Linked DNA regions of Mus musculus: regions 1, 2, 4 and 5 are each linked to region 3. The links are chromatin contacts, called in public promoter capture Hi-C maps. All regions are on one chromosome and are shown on one strand. Each heading gives the region's core, a stretch centred on a gene start, on an enhancer-like site or on the middle of the called end of the contact. The rest is flanking DNA. Distances are from core to core; before and after follow the strand shown. Region 1 holds the start of Mcee (methylmalonyl CoA epimerase). Region 2 holds the start of Synm (synemin, intermediate filament protein). Region 3 holds the start of Lrrk1 (leucine-rich repeat kinase 1). Region 4 holds the start of Lrrc28 (leucine rich repeat containing 28). Region 5 holds the start of Nsmce3 (NSE3 homolog, SMC5-SMC6 complex component).

Region 1 (3,911 bases), core at 583-3,082, 2.0 Mb after region 3:
TTCCTTCCATGCTGGGAATCAAACCTATGCCCTTATATAACTTGACAAGTACTTCTCATGAAATTATACCCAGAGTCCTTTGCAAACCCCTTTTTCCCTCAATTGAAAAATACAATCATATTTTAGTTTGATGCAGTTTCATGAATCTTGGGTTGCCCTCAAGCTCGGTGTTTACCGGAGGATGGAGCCATGCATATTTCCCAAGTGCTGAGATTACAGGTATGCACCGCCACACTGGTTTATGTGGGAACGAAGGCTGAACCCAGGCTTTGTGCACTAGGAAAGCACTGCAGCATCTCAGCTACAGTCTCAGCCCAGATTCTCAGTCTTTAGTATCATTAGTATGTCTGACGAGTAATGCCTAATTTCTGAGAGAGAGCTTGCTAAGAGAGGAGTGATTCTGCTTTAGTAGATATTTACAAAAAAACAAACAAACAAACAAACAAAAAACCCAACGTATGATGAGTGAGCTAAGAAGGTGGCTTATATTTGACCCGGCATATATACAACAGGGAGTATTAGCAAAACTCCAGCATTAACTGTTAATCAGAAAATCATTTTCACTTTTGTGCTCTGGCTTTTGCTACAATATACATACACACAGTACTAAGGTGTTTTTGTTTTTGTTTTTGGACAGGGTTTCTCTGTATAGCCCTGGCTGTCCTGGAACTCACTTTGTAGACCAGGCTGGCCTCGAACTCAGAAATCCACCTACCACTGCCTCTGTGATTAAAGGTGTGCGCCACCATGCCCAGCTTTATTTATTTATTTTTTTTGCGCGGGGGTGGGGGGGTGGGGGGGTGGGGTGTTTGTGGCCCATGACTTTGCCTTGGAGACTTGTTTGTTAATGCAGACGAGGAATTTTGTGATTGACTGGAAAGGCTAGAGGGTTCCACAAAAACCAAATTCAACCTAAGAGCAGACTTGGAAAGATGACTAGTTTCCACAGGTGAGCAGACAGAACTCTCCAGGCCTTCCAGTTCATTCGCCTAACACCCTTTAAGCATGCTAGCTAATGGATTTGTCACAATTGTAGCAGAGTAACTCTGGAACCATACTGCCGTATATTTTCTTCCAGGTAGACAATCTCAGACTGAGGGTAGTAACTGCCATCATGAAGAAAGAAGAAAATGGAAGAGAAAGTGAGACAGGCGGGAAAGTTGGGCATCTGTCACCAAGATTCTGCTTATCGATAAAAGAGATGGAGGTCGAAAGAATTCAAGGAACTTACAAATCCTTCCGCTTGTTCCTTTCCTGCTCATGTCAGATGAAAACATTTAGTGTGGTACGTGTGTAAAACAGGCTTGGAGTCACTTTCAGGACTCGCCACTTTGCTCTTTTCTCCTATCTCTTAGAGCACACATATAATAAATAACTCAAGTCCCCTCTAGATTTACTGCAAGTCCTGACTTGCTGTGTTCCTAGGCAGATTACCTGTTTGGTCCACGTTTGCCAAGGGCAACCCCTGTGCACAGAGGACAATAAGGAACTCCCGTGCTAAGAGAGTGCAGCTCCGGGAGCCCAACACTTCAGACCCAGGCCTTGGCCACCCGCGGCCTCCCGTCCAGCGTGCCCCGCACCCGGAGCCCCTGATGGTGCCCCGTATTCACCTGTAGCGCCCGCAGCCAACGCGGCGGCCTTCACTACACGCCTCATGTCCAGAAGCTACAGGCTTGCACAGCGACCTAGGGCAGAGACAACTGGGAGAGTGGGCAGGGGGCGGGGACTGAGGCCCGGGGCGTGTCAAAGCTGAAGTGGGCGTGGAAACGGGGCAGGGACGGGGCGCGAGTCCGGGGTGCCCAATACCCTTCAGGGAGCTAGACCGCTGAAGAGAGCTGGGCGAGCAAGGGGCGGGGCGTGAGACCTGGGGCGGGGTCACGAGACGCGGAGCTTGACTGACGGCGGGACGAGCGGGGGAGTGGCGGGTGCGGCGTGAAGCGACCTTCTTTTTCGTTACATTAAAATACTTATTGTATCGAATGCAAAAGCAGAAAGCAATCACGCGACACCACTGTGGTCTTAGAAATACAAAACATTTGGAGAAAGTGCCAAGGCGCTTGAGATGACCAATGGCTCTTTTCGGTGGTCTGCCCCACCCCTACGCATGCCCAATAGAAGTGTTTGCGGCTATAGGCCGGAACCTGTGTGTGGCGGAACTTTAGGCTCTGAGCTTCAGGTTGCATAAGGCGTGTGTTTGGCGTACTGCTTCCGGCCGGCCGGCCGGCTCGCAGCACTCGCGTGGTGCCGTAGTGTGTAGCTATGGCGCCTCGCGTGTTTCGTCGACAGACTCTGGAACGGTGTCTGAGGGAAATCAGGAAAGCCACCAACCGACCGGAGTGTTTCCTCACGTAAGTACAGATCCAGGTCTGGGAGAGAGCAGCGCGCATCTCACCGGTGCTGGGCGGGCCAGCATATGGCAACTTCTGAAAGCCAGGAAGGGAAAGTACAGGTCGCTTAGCCCCAACTTCAGACAGTTTTTGCTCCGTTGGCCTGTCAAAATGCTAAAAGTAAAAGCGGCTCGGTGCAGATTTCCTAGTTGTGGGCTATTGCACTAAGCCCAGTTATTCGCGTCCAGAGAGGCTCATTGAGGGCGGAATATGCTTTCTGAATTTGTCCCCAAAATACACACTGAAAGTACGTACTTGTTGCTTGTCAATGCATTTTCATGACTTGTGGTGGAGACCCACAGCCAGACAGTAGACGAAGCTCGGAGAAGCCCGCAGAAGAGGGAGGAGGGGTGACTGTAGGAGCCATAGGGGTCCCAGGACACCACAAGAACATGGCCCACAGAATCCACTAACCAGGGCTCAGGGAGGGGCCCACAGAGACTTTACTGGCTATCAAGGAGCCTGCGCTGGTTAGCGCTGGGTCCTCTGCATATATATTGTGATTGTTAAGCTTGGGATTTTTGTGGAACTTGTAGCAGTGGCAGTAGGCTCTTGGAGCTCTTGTACCCCTGCCGGATTGCCTTGAAATGAGGGGTTGTGTTTGGTTGATATCTCTGGAAGCCTACTTTTTCTGAAGAGAAACGGAGGAGTACTGTGGATCTGGAGGAGGTGAGGAGGGAGAAGAGGCTGCAATTGGGATGCTTTGTAGGAAAGAAAAATAAATTTAAAAAAAATAGGAGAGACTTCTTTCTTCCCAGCACTTTGATTAAGTTCTGTAAAATTATGACTCTGACTTATTATTTTTTAAATATTTTTTATTATTACGTATTTTCCTCAGTTACATTTAGAATGCTATCCCAAAAGTCCCCCATACCCTCCCCACTACTTCCCTACCCACCCATTCCCCATTTTTTGGCCCTGGCATTCCCCTGTACTGGGGCATATAAAGTTTGCGTATGACTCTGACTTATAATGAAAATCTTAGCAACAGTATCACAGACTCATTGTGTCCAAAATAGAGCTCCTTACCCCCTCCTGTACTCTTCTCTCCCCTGAAGTCATTTCCCTGTTTCCATTACGTTTACGGCCCCACGAAAAGGCAGTTCTATCATTTCATTTATTTAGATTCAGCTAGTCTGCTTCCTTGATGCTTTCATTTTTCTCTGTCCTATTTTCTCTATCCCCTTTAGCATCCTGCCTACGCTATATTTAGACACTGATTCCTAGTTGTCATACTGACTGCGTCTCCAACATAAAAATCCTTTGCGATGCTTCATCAGCTTTCTAACAACTCAACTCTATCGTGCTTTTTGTTTCCACATTGTAAATTATCATTTCAAACTTCAGCCTGCAACTCTGTTCTCATTACGCTTAAAGTGTTCCTGTCTTAGAACTCTGCGTGGTTTCTGTCTTGCCACCCCCCCCCCCCCAGCTTCTATAACCTCAGCCGTACACTCTGCCTCCTCAGTCACACTACAGCTGTCTTGGTCTTTCTGTTCTTCACATTGTCTGAAAACCAGAGTT
Region 2 (3,974 bases), core at 796-3,295, 1.4 Mb before region 3:
ATATTCTGCAGCTCTCCTCTGTCCAGAGGCCGTATCTCAGAACTCCAGGCTCCGCTAGCACTTGGGCACAAAGGCTCTTGGTTTGCTACTCCCTAGGTCACTGGTGCTTCTCCACCCCCACATCCTTCGCAAATAGCCCTCTCCTCCCTCCCACTTGGTTAGGCTCTTCTTTTTGAATGTGCAGCCTTTGCCTGCTCAGGTTGGCTCCCCTGGTCACCTCTAATATGCTCACTTCTTCCCACACTTCACAGTCATATATTTAAGGACACTAGCCCATGTCTCCGAATCTCAGTTCTGAGGATTAAGTCTGATCAGTGGGATATTGTTTTGCAATAGTAAGCAGTAGCACAAGTTTTTGACTTTGTCTTTCTTCTGCTAAGCTATGCCCCCAGAGCAGTCATCTCCTGAGAGATGGGTTTACAGCAGAAGTGAGGAGAAGTTTTGAGTTTTACAATTCAACACTCGGGGTGGGGGTGGGGGGAAGCAAGAAAAACCCAAGGAGTCAGAGCAAAGCAACCTCTTAATTGGGGCCAATGATGTGTGATGGCTCCCTACCTCTAGACAGAACTGGAAGTCTGGACATTCAATATGATGAGAGTTAACGGTTCCAGCTGAGTCCAGGTGACTCTGTAGCTGCCCTGTGAGGGTCGGCTGTTGTGGGGTGGTCAAGGCCAGGGCGCTCAGGATGAGTAATCTAGAAGGTTGAGTGATGATCACCAAGGACCAAAGTGTTGATGTGCCCCTGTGGATGGGAGAACGGAAGAACAGAGTCCAGGGCTCCCAGGCCAATGCCTTGGTGCTGAATACCCCCCACCCCCCTACTTAGGGCCACCTGTGCCTATTCCTGCGCTCTGTAATGCTACTGACTCTGGCTACCATCCTTTGTAACTGTCGTGTAATGCAATGAGATGCAAGTATGCACAAACTGAGAGAGCTGTGGTTTCTATGGCAATTAAACTAAGTGCTTTAAGGGCACACTGCTGAAAGAAGAGACAGCGGCCCCCCTCCCAGGCTGTCATAATGGGGGTGTGTATAAGGCAGTTGCAAAAGTCTGGAGAGATGGTAGGTGTCTAGAATGTTCTGTGCTCAGAGCACTTCAAAGTCTTTCTAGGTTCTTTCTCCACCAGAATGATGCTAATATTGCAAAGCATAAAGTCCCATGAAGGTGGTTTGTGCAAGTAAGAAGGTAACAGCGTTTCCCACTCTGCGTGGAAAGGAAATCTTACCTAAACATATAATATTGGCAAATGGAGATGCATTCATGCCAGAAGTTAAAAATGTATATGTAGGGCTGAAGACATGACTCAGTGGTTAGGGGCACTGGCAGCAGAGCATGTGGTTTCAATTCTCAGTACCCACATTTTGGCTAACAACTGCCTTTAACTCCAGTTTCACGGGGATTTGACGCCCTCTTCTGGCGTCTGTGTGCACCGTCGTGGTACAAATACATGCAGGCAAAACACTCACACACATAAAAAATAAAAGCAAAATTACTGAAATGGTCTTAGTTTAAAAAACATAACAGGTATATGTGTATATACGGATGTGCAATATACATGCGCAAAGTTGTTTTGTGGTGGTGGATATTGATATCCAGGCCTGGCATATTCTTTATCTGGCAAGCTCTTTATTGTTGAACTATAACTCTAGTTTAAAGAATACACCTCCTGCCCCTCATCTCCAGAGCAACCAATTAGAAGCTTCCTCTACGAAAAGGATCTCTCATTTAATGGCAACTATTTTTCATTAAAGAAAGCTGGGACTCAGGGGTGCCTTAGTTGCGCCCTAGGAGTAGCAACGGGGAGCCTCATAAGGTGTCCCAGATAGCCAGCACGCAGTAATCCGACAACCCACGTGGGATTACCCTGGGCCACCAGGGGGGCCAGTGCTGGGCAGCCTCGCCATGGCCCGATCTGTCCGGCAGGGGGCGCTGTCCGGCCGCAGTGGCCGCGCGGGCCGCGTCCTGATTGGCTGGAGGCGATGGCCCAAGTCCACAGCCGCGCGACCGGGCCACTAAGTGGGGAAGCTCGCCAGTCGGTGCGCCAGTCCAAGGGCCTCCGAGGCAGCGGCGCGGCGGGCGCGGCGCGGCGGGGCGGAGGGGACAAGATCAGGGCAGGAGGCAAGCGGCTAATCGAAAGGGTCCGGCACACCCAGCAAGATGCTGTCCTGGCGGCTGCAGACGGGCTCTGAAAAGGCGGAGCTGCAGGAGCTCAACGCCCGGCTTTACGACTACGTGTGCCGGGTGCGAGAGCTGGAGCGCGAGAACCTGCTACTGGAGGAGGAGTTGCGCAGCCGGCTGAGCCGGGAGGACCGCTGGGCTGAGGATCAGGCACTCTACGCCGAGGAGGCGCGCAGCCTACGACAGCAGCTAGATGAACTGAACTGGTCCACAGCCCTGGCCGAGGGCGAGCGCGACGCGCTGCGGAGGGAACTGCTGGAGCTGCAGCGGGAGGGTGTGGAAGCCGGCACTGCCCGCAGCCGCCTGGATGCCGAGCTGGGAGCGCAACGGCGGGAGCTAGAGGAGGCTCTGGGCGCGCGCGCCGCCCTCGAGGCGCTGCTGGGCCGGCTGGAAACTGAGCGCCGCGACTTGGACGCTGCCCACGAACGCCAAGTGCGAGATCTACGAGCCCGCGCTGCCAGCCTCACCATGCACTTCCGAGCCCGCGCCACCAGCCCCGCCGCGCCCCCGCCGCGCCTGCGGGACGTGCACGACAGCTACGCCCTGCTGGTGGCCGAGTCGTGGAGGGAGAGCGTGCAGCTGTACGAGGACGAGGTGCGCGAGCTGGAGCAGGCGCTGCGCCGCGGCCAAGAGAGCCGGCTCCAGGCGGAGGACGAGGCGCGGCTGTGCGCGCAGGAGGCAGACGCGCTGCGGAACCAGGCGCTGGAGTTGGAGCAGCTGCGCGCGAGGCTGGAGGATGAGCTGCTGCGGATGCGCGAGGAGTACGGGATGCAGGCGGAGGAGCGGCAGGTCCGTGGGCAGGGACCGCGCCCCTTCCCTAATAGCCTGTACACGCACCCCTGTGCACCCAGTAGGCGAGCAGCAGGGGTTCCCGGGACACCCAGCTGGTTCAGCCCCACCCAGGGAAGCGTACGCTGCCAGCAGCTTTGCTATTTATGAAGCGACGGGATTCTGGCATATAGCTAGTCTAAGAATAAGGGGTTGGTGCAATGATCCTTAAATCGGAGGACTGACGCCATGTGACAGGTCCCGGTGGCTAGCCTAGTGCCCATCATCCTGTTAGTTGGATTACCTTTAGATCCAGACGTGTCTAGGCACATCCTGATCAACGATCCTGTTAGTTCTGTTTTTGTTCTCTCCTCTCCTCTCCTCTCCTCTCCTCTCCTCTCCTCTCCTCTCCTCTCCTCTCCTCTCTTCTTTTCTTTTTCTTTTTCCTGCGCTTTTGTAGAGCTTGTAGCCTGAAATCCAAAACTCAGCCCAGACTTCAGACCTGGATAGGCAACACATTGAGAGGTTGCAAGGCACTGCCAAGTCCTCCCCAGGAGGCTCACCATGCTTAAAGAGGGCTCCAAGCACCTTTTTGTTTTGTTTTGTTTTGTTTTGTTTTTGTTTGCCAGAATGATTTCCCAGCTGGAGACAGCTGCTTGTAGCTCCTCGAGCAGATGTCTTATTTTTCTGGTTTTTGTTTCTTCCCGCGAGAGGACTAAGTAACTGTCATACAGAAAAAGGGTCAGAGTTGTTTTGCTCACAGTACGAGCTGAGGGCAGATCTCTGGGTTGTGTAAAAACCAGGAGAAAGCAGGACCCTGTGGTGAGATGTTATTACAACTACAGACTAATATAAACGGTTCTTATGTCAGAGCAGCTGAGCTCTAACCCTCTGACGATGTGTGCGGATACCTGTGGCTGATTTATTCTCTGGACGCTCAGTTTGGCCCTAGTGTTTGGCTCCCAACCTAGCTCACTCCCAGCCAGAATTGGAATTACTCCCAAATCACACGATGAGGGGCTCTCAG
Region 3 (3,606 bases), core at 960-3,459:
TCTATGATGATCTAAGGGTCTAGACTTGACTTAGCTGAAGTTCTTAAGGCTTCTAATTGCCAAGAGACATCAGTTACCCGGTTATGACCTGACATTGATGTTGCAGCAGAAACCTTGTGTAGGCCTGGAACGATCAAACTGTGAACTCAGCATTGCAAGACCAGGCCTCTGACACATGTGAAAACATCACCCCCTTAAAATATGGTGCTGGAGGTTGCACCAGAGCTTTCTCAGTAAGCCCCTCTGCTTGTGTTGCTATATTTATGAGCACTTCATATCTGATCCAAATGTGAGCATAGGATGATATTAAAATGACACCTCCTATTGTCTGATTAATTAGAGCACGCCTGCCTGAACAGAACCACTCTAGAGACATGTGTGAGTATGTGTGTATAAGTGTGTGCAGGTGCAATTATATGCATGCACTTGGACACATTCTCTCAAAGAAGACATTATGGGATGTTCTAGTTTCAGCTCTTGGTGGGTGCCTACTTTCTAATGCCTACTAGAATCCTTGTAGCCAACTGTGATTGTAGGTGGAGACCGGAAGAGGGTCTTTAAATTATTGTGTGTGTGTGTGGGGGGGGGAGACATCAAACAAAAGTGAGCATTTGGCTGAATAAAATCGAGTGTCAGAAGACAAAAGGAACAGTTAGCCTCCGCAGTGTCATGCTCATTCAGGGAGGTGGGTGGCTGATCTACCTCTGACCACTGTCTATCAGAGGACCCCTTTGTAGACAGGGTAATTCCAACCTCAGACTGAAAGTCAGGGTGGGATGTGAGCAAACCCAAGAAAAACATGGGTCTGCAGGAATGAAAAAGAAGTGAGAAGGAATTTTAGCTATTCTGTAATTGTCTCCTTTGCAAACTTGTGATTAAAACACACCTACTGGGTACAGTTGAATACTGTGATATGGCCATCTCAAAAAAAGCTCATATATGTGTCGAATATTCCAGACCTTTGTTTGCTCGTTTGTTTGTTTTAAATTGGGCACTTTTCTTAACCTATTTCTAAGATTGTTTAAAGTGGAAAATTTCTTGCCACTTAAGCATAGGCAACACAAGTCCTCTTAGTGTGTGTTGGTCCTGGCTCTAGACATGGACTTCCTTTTAGTAACGCTAGGTGGCAGTGATGTATGTATGCCCTGAAGGCGCCACCAAGCCAGGCTCATTCAAACTGCTGACGCCATGCCTTGCAAATTATTAGGGACTTTTCCATAGCAGTCATGTTGCTGGCCTTGCTAATTGGTCTGAGGACCTCGGTGGTGAGGACAGGATTGCAGAACCCCACCTACATTTTTGTAACAGTGTTCGATGGAGGAAAAGAAGAGCGAACGTAGAAGAGCTGCGAGGTTGTGGCCTTGCCAACTAGGGATACAAACTCCAACTCTAAACAAACACTTGAGGTGTTCCCAAAATATCTCAGGCGGCCCACGGCTTCTCAAATTCTGTGAGCTGCCAGTGAGGCGGTCTGTCAATGTTCTTTGCACTTGGTCTCAGGAATATTCATTCTTACCAGTAAGAAGCACTTCGGTCCAGTACTGATTTTCTACCAAGGATTATCTTTTCTCGGGGAAAACGAGCGGAATCCGAAGCTTGCCTGCTGAGTGTATAGCCGCGTTTGGTTATTAACTTCAGTGGAATCAACTGACAACATTCCACCTCATCGCCACAAGCAGCCAGTCAGGGTGGCATGCTCCTGTAATCCCAGCTACTCCGGAGTTCGAAAATCGAAAAATATTCATCAGCTAGTAATATCTTTGCAAACGTCCATAATTTAAGTTAGCGAACTCGTGTGGTGAAAAAGCGCAGTTTACAAAACATCAACTTTTAAAATGTAGTTTCTGCACCGCTCCATAAAGACCTGCACACACATTAATATTCTCGCTCTCTTAATATTTACAGTCACAGTATATGGCCAGCAAACAGGATAAAAATTAATCTGTTACTCGAGCAGGGTAGGAAAGGCACAACCTTGTCACTGTGCCTGTCCGCAGGGAAGGCAGCAAAGCATTCAAATTTGGAGAGGAGTCCACAAAGTTTCAAGACCCAAGCGTCTACCGAGGCACAAGAGCAGTGAGCTTGGTCACCGACATCTTGCAGCTAGGGAAACCGAGGCAGGCCATCCAGGGGAGGTCGGGGCGGCCGACCCTCTGGCACAGCCCTGCTTCCGCGCCACCCGCCCTCTCCGCCCGCCAGGCGGCCGCAGGATTGAGGAAGTGCGTCTGGCCCCCGGCGGCCAGAGCATTGCAGGGCAGAGTACGGTAGGACCGGCAGGCCCCGGCCCTCTGATGTCGCCGATCCGCGGCTTCCAGACCCTGCCGCCGCAGGTAAGTGCTGCTCCGACCCGCGCCCTGTCCGAGGACCCGAGCGAAGCCCGCACCTTAGATCCAAGCTTTGCCCGCACCACCCCGTCCCGCGCCCGGGTCCCCGCGTGCAGCCGCCGTCGCCTGCTTGTGCCCTGCGTCTCGCCTCGCCCCACAGCTCCTCTCCCCAGCTCAGCACCCCGTACCCCGGGCGACCGCGTGCTCCGGACCCCGGCCTGTGTCCGGGACCCGCAGGTCACAGCTCCGGTGGGCGTCTGGAACTCGGGCTGCCCGGGGTCTCTTCGCTGCCTCTCTGGGCTGCGCAGCGACCCTCGCCCCTTGAAGGGTTAAAGCGAGTGCAGAGCTAGAACCCGGGAGCTGGGGCAGCCGAAAACCAGCCTGGGATCGGAGCGGGGCGGGGGCGGGGAGCCGAGTTCAGAAACAAAAGTAGGAAACACTAGGGAGACTACAAAGTTCTTTTGCGTTTGGAAAAAAAAAAAAAAAAAAAAAAGCCTGACTTTTAACTTGGGAGTGGGGGTGGGGTCTAAGCGTGGGAGTTCGTGGGCGCGAGTGGCTGGAGGCAAAGGCCCAGCGAGGCTCTTCCCGCGCGTGCGGGACAGCCGGGTGGTGCTGGATGGTCTGGAGGTCTTCCCCTGCTCCACGCGTGGGGCATGTTTCTCACCCTGTGGTCCCATCACTTTGCCTATGGGCTCTGTTGCTTGGAGCCAGTGGCAGTCCTTAATGGATGAGAACAAGAATTCCTGGAGGGGCAGTAAGAAAGACAGCAATGGAGAGACTCTAGGGATGCTGACAGCCAGTTCAGTCTGGCTTTTAATAGTTTGAGGCCATTACGTTTTTCTCTTACATGATGCTCATCCCTGCAAAAACCGGAGCAGGATAGATAGGGTCTTAAAGGCAAATTCTCTTAGCAAATTCTCACCAAATAACCTATTTTTGATGAGTTGGTCACTCACACTCACATAGCAGCATCAAAGGACCTACGATTTGTACACTTTGAAAAACTTTAGCATTGAATTCTTTCTGTGATTTGGTTTTCATTGTCCTTGCTCATGTTCCAGAAGAATATAGCATACCAACACCTAATTTGTCCTTAGAGGGGCTTTTCTAGTCAGCCAAACGTTTCCTTCCCCCACACCTACAACAGTCTCCTTAATAGTTTGGATATAATTATTATAACTAACTAAATAAACCAGCTAAGGAGATGGCTCAGTATACAAAGCACTTGCTGATCACGTGTGAGGATCTGAATTCAGATTCAGAATCCGCTTAAAGCCAGATG
Region 4 (4,096 bases), core at 428-2,927, 1.3 Mb before region 3:
CTTTTCTTCCCTTCTGACCAAGCCTCCCATGTAGCCCTCCTTTGCTCTCTTTCATATTCATGGCCTCTTTTTTCTTTAATTGTTGTTGTTAGTTGAGAGAGAGAGAGTTTTCAGGGCTGGCCATTTGGTATTGGTTAATCAGTTGATGTGCTTTTCCTGGGGGAATACTATTTCTCCTGAGCTCAGCATTCTTTAGTTACCTGTAGTGTCATATTATTTTTACTTACAGATAATTAGATAGATGGCTGGATAGTTAAAATAAGGATGCCTAACAAGAAGCCCCTATGCAAATTAACAAACATCCTTTTGTTTTTGTTTTGTCGAGCCAGGACTGATCAAAAGCTCATCAATTTTTTTTAAAGGACAAAGAATAAGGTTTTCTGTTTGTTTTTAAAAAGATGTATTTATTTTATGTATGTGCATACACTGTCTCTCTCTTCAGACAACCCAGAAGAAGGCATCCGAGTCCATCAGATTAATTAGATGGTTGCGAGACACCATGTGGTTGCTGGAAATTGAACTGAGGACCTCTGAAAGAGGAGTCAGTGCTCTTAACCCCTGGGCCATCTCTCCAACCCCCAAAGGGTAAGTCCTAATGGGGGGCGGGGGATGGATTTGAGACACCTCATGTACATAATGGGTTTCGTCAAACAATAGAGTTAAGTCTTAGAGGAAATTTTAAAGATCGAAAGTTGTTGCATCTCTGTGCACTGCATTTAAAAAAATGTTCACTTTTCTTCCCTGGTACTGGGGCTTGACCTGAGTGCCTCTACTGAGCTACGCACCTGCACCCTTTCTTTTTGAAATACTTGTGATTGGTTTCACCTACAGCCTCAGCCTTAGAGTAGCAGAGGCTTGCTGCATCAGAACAATCGGGTTTTTAGTCTTAAGGTATTCATCGACCGTCTACTTAGCCATACAGGAACTGCCAGGTTATTTCACCAAATTGTGATTGTCCTCAGTTATTTCTCACACTAGGGCCTGTTTCTTTTTAAATTTTTATTTACGAGGCAGTGCCTTCACGTAGCTGAGGCTGGCCTTTACTCCTGTCTCCACTTTCAGATCACTGGGATTCAGGCGTGCAGCACCATGCCTGCGCCACGCTTGTCTAAAGGTAGACACCACCTTCGGCAGCGATCAGTGAGCGTTCGGAGACATTAAATCCGGTGCTTAAGTTCTGCTTGTTGACTCCATTGACTTGCGTTACCTAAGCCCGACGGCTTCTGTTTAAGTCAGACTGGCGGTGGAACAGTAGCCGGAATGGCTGATCGAACAGATGCAAGGCTACACAGGGCGATGCCAGGGATTTAATCGCTCGACGTCGAGTTTGACTGTTGGCAGCGGAATGAATGTGTGACTAAAAGAACTGACTGGAGACGCTGAGGCTGGCGCCATCTAAACAACCCACCTAAACGCTAACGCAGTACACCCACTTTCTGAACACCCAGCTCCAAGCCGGAGCCGGAAGCCAGGACGCTAGAGGAAGTCGCGCTCTCAGCCAATAAGCGTCTGGTTCTGAAAATGACTCTCTCATCCCGCCTATTGTAGGACAGCGAGAACTGAGGCGAACTATCGCGAGGTTTCGTTGCCCTGGCCCCCTTCTTCCCCGAACCCTACTCCAGTTAGCCAGGCCCGCCTCTCCGCAGGCTCCGCCCCGTAGCCCCGCCCTCCCTGTGTTTTTAGACTGCCTACCAGCGCAGCCTGAGCCGCTGAGTGCCGGTCAGCGGGCGCCGAGGTGAGTGTCCGGTCTCCAGGCTCACAGGTCGAAGCCGCTGGCTCGACTCCCCGTGGGGACGCTTCATCCCCGTCGCCACAGAAGCGCCTGGGCCTCTGGGAGAGGAACAGTGGGTTGTCCGGCCTTGGATCCCCACCGCTGCCGTGTCCTCCATGGCCCCTGGTACCAGAGTATCCCGGTATCATCATCTGAGTCCCTGCCCCTGGGCTCCCTGCTTCCGAATTCTTACGACCTTTAGACTCGAACTAACTCGGGCAAAACCAAGACGTCTGGTAGTTTTTCTCCTGGAGAAAACAGCCTTTTACAGATGTTTGTAGTATGCAGTTTGTCTCTGATCTCCAGTGTTAGAGAGCCGGCTTGTGTATTCCGTCAAATTAAGTACTGGGAAGTCAGTTATGGGCTACTCTTTAAAATACCTGTACTTAAAATGGGGATATACTTGAGAGATTATTGTGTTTCTCCTGAGAAGACTGGTGTTGGACTTTCAGAAAACTGAAGGAGCAAATGTATCTAGTCAATACCCGTTACATTATTTACAGTAACCGTGGGCAGGGGGTGACGTTTTGAAAGGGCCAGGAGAACTTAAAAAGGCTGTATTGCCAGTGAGTGCATATTGGGAAGCCAAGAGTACGTTCATCTTTGGAAGCTTTTGGATTTCATTTGCATACACGTAATTTCCGAGTTTGTACGAAGATGCATTTCAGCAGAGCCTAATGATGCTTTTGAAGTAACCGGTGCCAGGTGGAACATTCAGAGAGAGCCATCTGGCTACAGGGAGTGAAGATTTTGAATATGGTTTTTTAGTTTGCAAAAGGGAAACTTTCTTGTGTGTAATCTTTGGCTGTTTTATAAGAATGACACAATGGCTACATTTTATAATTGTAAAAGGCTGCGTTATAGGAAAGGTGGTGCCCAGACTTTGGAGTTAGGACCACCTGCATTTCGGTTGTAGCAAAGTACCTCATCTGTAAAGTGGATTAATGTCTGCTGTGCTGCTTGGCTGTGAAGAATAAGATATTTATGACAGCGAGTTTAAATTGTCTGTGAGTGATCTCAATGGGTAGATTAAAAAAAATCAACCTTGGAACAGTTACTCTGATTTCATCCACTTATTAGCTGTTTGAAAGCTAAAAGTATTTTAGAAACTGTATTATGCAGGCATGCAGAAATGAAGAAACTAACATTCCTCTGGATTTAGGGTTTTACAGACTCTCATCTAAATTGTCCGTAAACAGGTGTGCATATCTATCTAGATCTATAGACATATAATATAAAACAAATAGTAAAAACTGAACAACTGGCTTGCTCTGAGAGAGAGCCAAGGAAATAAATAGTTTGGGATAGGGAGGTGAGTTTAATGTTGAAACCTGCAAGACGAGAGAGGCATTTCCAGCCTAAGAGGAGAGCAGCAACTTCTTGGAGAAGTTTGGTAGCTCCCGGGATTAAGAGAGGTCAGGAACTTGGTGAATGCCACAGAGGAAGCTGGACAGGCAGGTTGGGCCCGATGGTCAAGGAAGCTTTGTAAGGCTTTGCTTTTCTCAATAAGGAGTTGCTAAAGGATTTGTTTAGTAAGACGTACCTGAGAGGAAGAGGTGCAATTATGAGTGTGTTTTCAGAGGCCCATTGCTGTGATTGATACGTAGGGAGTGATGCAAGTGGACATGTGGAGGCCAGGGGCACAGCTAGCCAAGGCAGGAGATGGCGGTGGCTTATGGGTTGGGCAGCTGGAGAGAGATGGCTGGAACTGAGATGTATTTGGAAAGAGAGACCCTGGCCTTGATTGAAGAAACTGTGATGGACAGGAGGTTATCCTTTTCTGACTCCCAGCTGCGCTGCTGTGTGGCTAGAAGGGTGCTTCCCCCACATTTGCTGAGACAGGAAAACCTGGTGATGAGCTCTGACAGCTGTTGGGAAGGTATGACATTGGCCATGCCGTAAGACATCAAAGAACCACTCCCGCTTACTCAGTGCATAGTTGTATGACATTGGGGATGCTGTAAGACATCTAAACCACTCCCCGTACTCAGTGCATTAATTACCCTTCTGGAGTAATTGTTCTGGCTTTGTCTCCATACAAAAGCATTGATGGGACCAGTATAGCCAGTGCTATAGTTCCCTTCACTTTATATAAAGACCCCTGGTAGCCGGGCGTGGTGGCGCACACCTTTAATCCCAGCACTCAGGAGGCAGAGGCAGGCGGATTTCTGAGTTCGAGGCCAGCCTGGTCTACAAAGTGAGTTCCAGGACAGCCAGGGCTATACAGAGAAACCCTGTCTCGAAAAACCAAAATAAAATAAAGTAAAGATGCCTGGCAATAAAGTGAGGAAGGAAGTAGCTGGAACAAGTATGGGGAAGTATTAG
Region 5 (3,880 bases), core at 669-3,168, 1.5 Mb after region 3:
ACTTAAATACAGAATTCAGTATGCAGGGAAACTGAAGCAGATGAATGGAAGAGTGTCATGATGCTGTGTTTTATTTAGTTGGTCTCGGTCCATTTTGTGTTGCTGTAAAATAATGCACAGAGTGAGTAAACTGGAAATAGGAGAATTGTCCTCCACTCGTGACTCTGAAGGGTGGGAGGACTAGGGGCCAGGTACCACATCTGTGGAGCATCACTGTGTCGTGAGAGGTTTAGAGAGTACAATGGCAAAATTGATTTAATCTTAACTCATTACAGAGAACATGGCATTCATTCACTCATGAGGACAAAGCCCTCTTCAGTGGGGGGATTACATTTCCAACATGCAAGCTTTAAAGGACACATTCAAACTGTTGCAGCCTCTGCCATTGCGACCAACCTTTGATGATGTCTTCGTAGACCCTGTATGGAATAGAAAGTTACTGCTCAAAGCTCACTAGATTTCAGAACACTTGAATCACAACATGGGGTGGGATTTTATATTAGCATTGCAGGTCCCATTATCAGAGTGCATTTTCATATTGAATTATAAACAAAAATTTTATGCTGCTTACATTTAATGAAATTTTAATAAGGCCATGTTTTGGTGTTATTATTCAAATAATGTGATCTGAATTGCTTTCCTCTGAATATATTTGCATTAAGGAGGAAATCAATTTGAGTTCGTTCTCTGAATAGTTTACCTATTTTCTTGGTAGCTTTAAAAAAGAGAGAGGAAAACTCAGTTCCGTTGTCAGTAAATGGAGAAGAAACCCATTTGCTGAGATCCACAGCAGTAATAGCAACAGACTGCTGATGGTTTGAGTTAATGAAATGACTCATTTTGTCTATTAGAGTTGCACAATTTAAACCATCTACAAGCCACACACACCACAAATTATAAAGGATGATAGCTCTTCTCTTTCTTATTGAGATTTTAAAGCTTATATATTAAGAGAGAGAATTAAGAAATTCACATTATTGCTACTCCCAATCATTGGTAACCTAAATTAAATGGTAATCTCTGGAGAGAGCAAGTGCCTCTGGGGTTAGCATTCCTCTAACATGTTTCTGCTAAAATTGTGGATGTGGGTCCGCGGCAGTTTTCCCAAACATGTCTTCCAAAAGGTCAGTCCACATTACCAAACTAAGTCACGTTATTGGCAGTGCTTACGTGGTTTCTCATGGTCATCTAACTGAAATTCAATGAAGAGAATGTGAACCTGAAAATTGCAGAAGTCTTGCTTTTAAGAATAACTTCCCTTACAGACTCAAGGGATTGTACAGAAATTAACTGGCCAGGTGGGAATGAACTCTGCCAAGGACAGATACCGGGACAGGGTCCCCTAGTCTGTCATGTCCCGCATTTGGTGCACAAGTCAACACTTTTTTTTATTTGGGGGGGGGGGGGGGTTCGAAACAGGTTTTTTCTGTGTAGCCCTAGCTGCACCGGAACTCACTCTGTAGACCAGGCTGGCCTCGAACCCAGAGACCTGCCTGCCGCTGCCTCCCAAGTGCTGGGAGTAAAGGCGTGCGCCACCACTGCCCGGTAACTCTTTTTTTTTTTTTCTTGACTTTCCAGATCTTTTCCTCCTCTCCCTTTATTTTCCCACCCGCACACATTTATCCTTTGTGTTCCATAGACAAACTTTGTAGCTTAAAAACTAACCAAAAACTATTAGACGTGTCTAAACAGGTGTGCCCTAGAACTCAACCGCACACTTGCCGAGAAGTTTTGGTTCTTGTTTTCTATTTATATGAGCTCATAAACACCATTCAATTCTCATTAAAACTGGGGATAAAGCCCAGGAGGAGCTGCTGCCAGCGCCGAGGCCCTCCGCATGCGCAGTAGCTATGAAGAGTCCCCGCCCCCGCAGGCTGGCTCCCAGTCGTATCGCTCCGCCTCCCGGACGCAGCGCGCCGGCGACGTGACGTCACGCGCGCGCCGCAGCTTCTCTCCCAGCCTCTGGGGCGCGCTCGCTCGGCGGAGTCTTCTGGCGGTTGCTGCTCCCGATCGCGGCCTGCTCTCCGCCGACCGGGGACATGTTGCAGAAGCCGAGGGGCCGCGGTCGGCCCAGCACGCAGGCTGACCCGGAGCGGGACTGGGGAGGCGCTGGCGAGGAAGGACCCAGCACGTCCCGCGCCGCGGGCGGCTCCTCCCAGGGCTCCCGCGCTTCCCTGTCGGCCCCGACCGTGGGGCCGCGCACTCAGAAGCAGCTGGAGCTGAAGGTGGCCGAGCTGGTGCAGTTCCTGCTGATCAAGGACCAGAAGAAGATCCCGATCAAGCGGACGGACATCCTGAAGCACGTGGTGGGCGACTACCGGGACGTGTACCCCAACCTTCTGAAGCTGGCCGCCGAGCGCCTGCAATACGTGTTCGGGTACAAGCTGGTGGAGCTGGAGCCCAAGAGCCACAGCTACATCCTCATCAACATGCTGGAGCCGGTGGAGGCGGATGCGGAGATGAGGGGCGATCAGGGTACCCCCATCTCGGGCCTGCTTATGATAGTCCTGGGGCTTATCTTCATGAAAGGCAACACCATCACCGAGACTGAGGTCTGGGACTTCCTGCGACGGCTCGGAGTGTACCCCACTAAGAAACACTTAATTTTTGGCGACCCAAAGAAACTCATTACCGAAGACTTTGTGCGGCAGCGCTACTTGGAGTACCGGAGGATACCCCACACCGATCCTGTGGACTATGAATTACAGTGGGGCCCGCGAACCAACCTGGAAACCAGCAAGATGAAAGTTCTTAAGTTTGTGGCCAAAGTCCATAACCAGGACCCCAAAGACTGGCCCACACAATACTGCGAGGCTTTGGCAGATGAGGAGAGTAGGGCTAGACCTGCAACTGCTAGTGCCCCAGCCACATCCTCTTGAACTCTTTGAGTTATGGTCTGAGGGACTCTGGAGATCCAGTATAAAAGAACAGGGGGAATGGGGGTCGGAGGAAGCTTGATTCTGCTACGCATAAAGGCCTTGGAGCGTTAGGATGTGTTGCAGGGTTTTTTGTTTGATTTTTTTATTATTATTATTATGGTTTGGAGCTTTAAATTTTCATTTAATTGTCTTTTTGTTTATAAAGAGTTTTCTAACTTTCTAAACCTAAATGAAATTGTATGATGCCAAACATATTCAAGAAGGAACACTTTGGTAAATTGCTTTGATGTTCTAGACGATAAAGAAACAGGGTAGCTATTATCTTAATGACTAGTTCCTGGGGAAAAATAAAAGTCTTTTTAAAATTGAAAATAAAATTGTTTTAGCTTCTTGTCAACACAGCTTTAAATATACATATTCTGTTGGGTGTGAGCACTTGTGGTCCCACGAAATCTATGTGATGTGTTTTCTAGCATTTTTATATTCATAATCATAATTCTGTTGTCCTATGGGTTCTACTTAAGATTCTTTTCTAGTATAACAAATACTATACTTTTGAGTCAGTTCACCATTATTATTATTATTGTTTCCCTGTTAGAAATTGCGGCTAAAAAGGAAATGTCATGATTCCAGACTTTTTTTTTTTTTCCATGATAAGCTAAGTCAATGGTGTTGCAGAAGTGTGTGAATGTGTATTAGAGCAAGTTGTAAAAATCGTTAGGTCTCCGGTTTATAAAACAGTGTCGTGTCGTATCGATTAACCAGGCCTGATTGGGAACCACACTGCCCAAGTGCAGATCCTGTTCCACCAGAAGAATTTAGCTTGTGTATCTGTAGAATCAAGTGTGCCCTTAAGGTGAATAAATAGGAAACGAGATAAAGCTGAGCAAAGCCCTGGTGTGGAAGAATAGTTCTTTAGAAGAACTCAGGGTGATGTCTGGTGCGGACAGACCAGTGTGAACAAGGCTACCACAAGATGAGGGGCACTTTATGTTGCTATA

The links. Promoter capture Hi-C pulls out the DNA fragments that hold promoters and counts their contacts.
Region 1: a promoter capture Hi-C map of pre-B cells shows a contact between it and region 3, with 2.4 times the contacts expected there. The contact joins the promoter of Mcee here to the promoter of Lrrk1 in region 3.
Region 2: a promoter capture Hi-C map of liver shows a contact between it and region 3, with 2.8 times the contacts expected there. The contact joins the promoter of Synm here to the promoter of Lrrk1 in region 3. A contact is called at or near these places in 2 of 39 promoter capture datasets (both in liver).
Region 4: a contact with region 3 is called in a promoter capture Hi-C map of pre-B cells, with 4 times the contacts expected there. The contact joins the promoter of Lrrc28 here to the promoter of Lrrk1 in region 3. A contact is called at or near these places in 11 of 39 promoter capture datasets (the 3T3-L1 cell line, 3T3-L1-derived adipocytes, the C10 cell line and 6 more), 2 of 484 Hi-C or Micro-C datasets (bone marrow-derived macrophages and pre-B cells), 6 of 115 datasets of contacts at active chromatin or transcription factors (acute myeloid leukemia, astrocytes, bone marrow-derived dendritic cells and 3 more) and 2 of 9 other capture datasets (adipose tissue and liver).
Region 5: a promoter capture Hi-C map of liver shows a contact between it and region 3, with 2.5 times the contacts expected there. The contact joins the promoter of Nsmce3 here to the promoter of Lrrk1 in region 3. A contact is called at or near these places in 3 of 39 promoter capture datasets (the C10 cell line, liver and pre-B cells) and 1 of 115 datasets of contacts at active chromatin or transcription factors (pancreatic cancer cells).

The regions. Positions count from the first base shown.
Region 1 is chr7:64,390,543-64,394,453 of GRCm38.p6, reverse strand. Mcee (methylmalonyl CoA epimerase) reads right to left here and starts at 1,832. Exons shown (of 3, transcript NM_028626.2): 1 at 1,611-1,832. The coding sequence starts at 1,656. Mphosph10 (M-phase phosphoprotein 10 (U3 small nucleolar ribonucleoprotein)) reads left to right here and starts at 2,218. Exons shown (of 11, transcript NM_026483.2): 1 at 2,218-2,348. The coding sequence starts at 2,260.
Region 2 is chr7:67,757,813-67,761,786 of GRCm38.p6, reverse strand. It overlaps Synm (synemin, intermediate filament protein), which reads left to right and starts at 2,045. Exons shown (of 5, transcript NM_207663.3): 1 at 2,045-2,968. The coding sequence starts at 2,159.
Region 3 is chr7:66,386,944-66,390,549 of GRCm38.p6, reverse strand. It overlaps Lrrk1 (leucine-rich repeat kinase 1), which reads left to right and starts at 2,209. Exons shown (of 34, transcript NM_146191.3): 1 at 2,209-2,330.
Region 4 is chr7:67,642,817-67,646,912 of GRCm38.p6, reverse strand. Lrrc28 (leucine rich repeat containing 28) reads left to right here and starts at 1,677. Exons shown (of 10, transcript NM_175124.5): 1 at 1,677-1,735. It also overlaps a transcript of Ttc23 not described here.
Region 5 is chr7:64,871,078-64,874,957 of GRCm38.p6, reverse strand. It overlaps Nsmce3 (NSE3 homolog, SMC5-SMC6 complex component), which reads left to right and starts at 1,918. Exons shown (of 1, transcript NM_023239.5): 1 at 1,918-3,276. The coding sequence starts at 2,040. The coding sequence ends at 2,879. The region is part of intron 2 of Fam189a1 (family with sequence similarity 189, member A1); the gene reads left to right.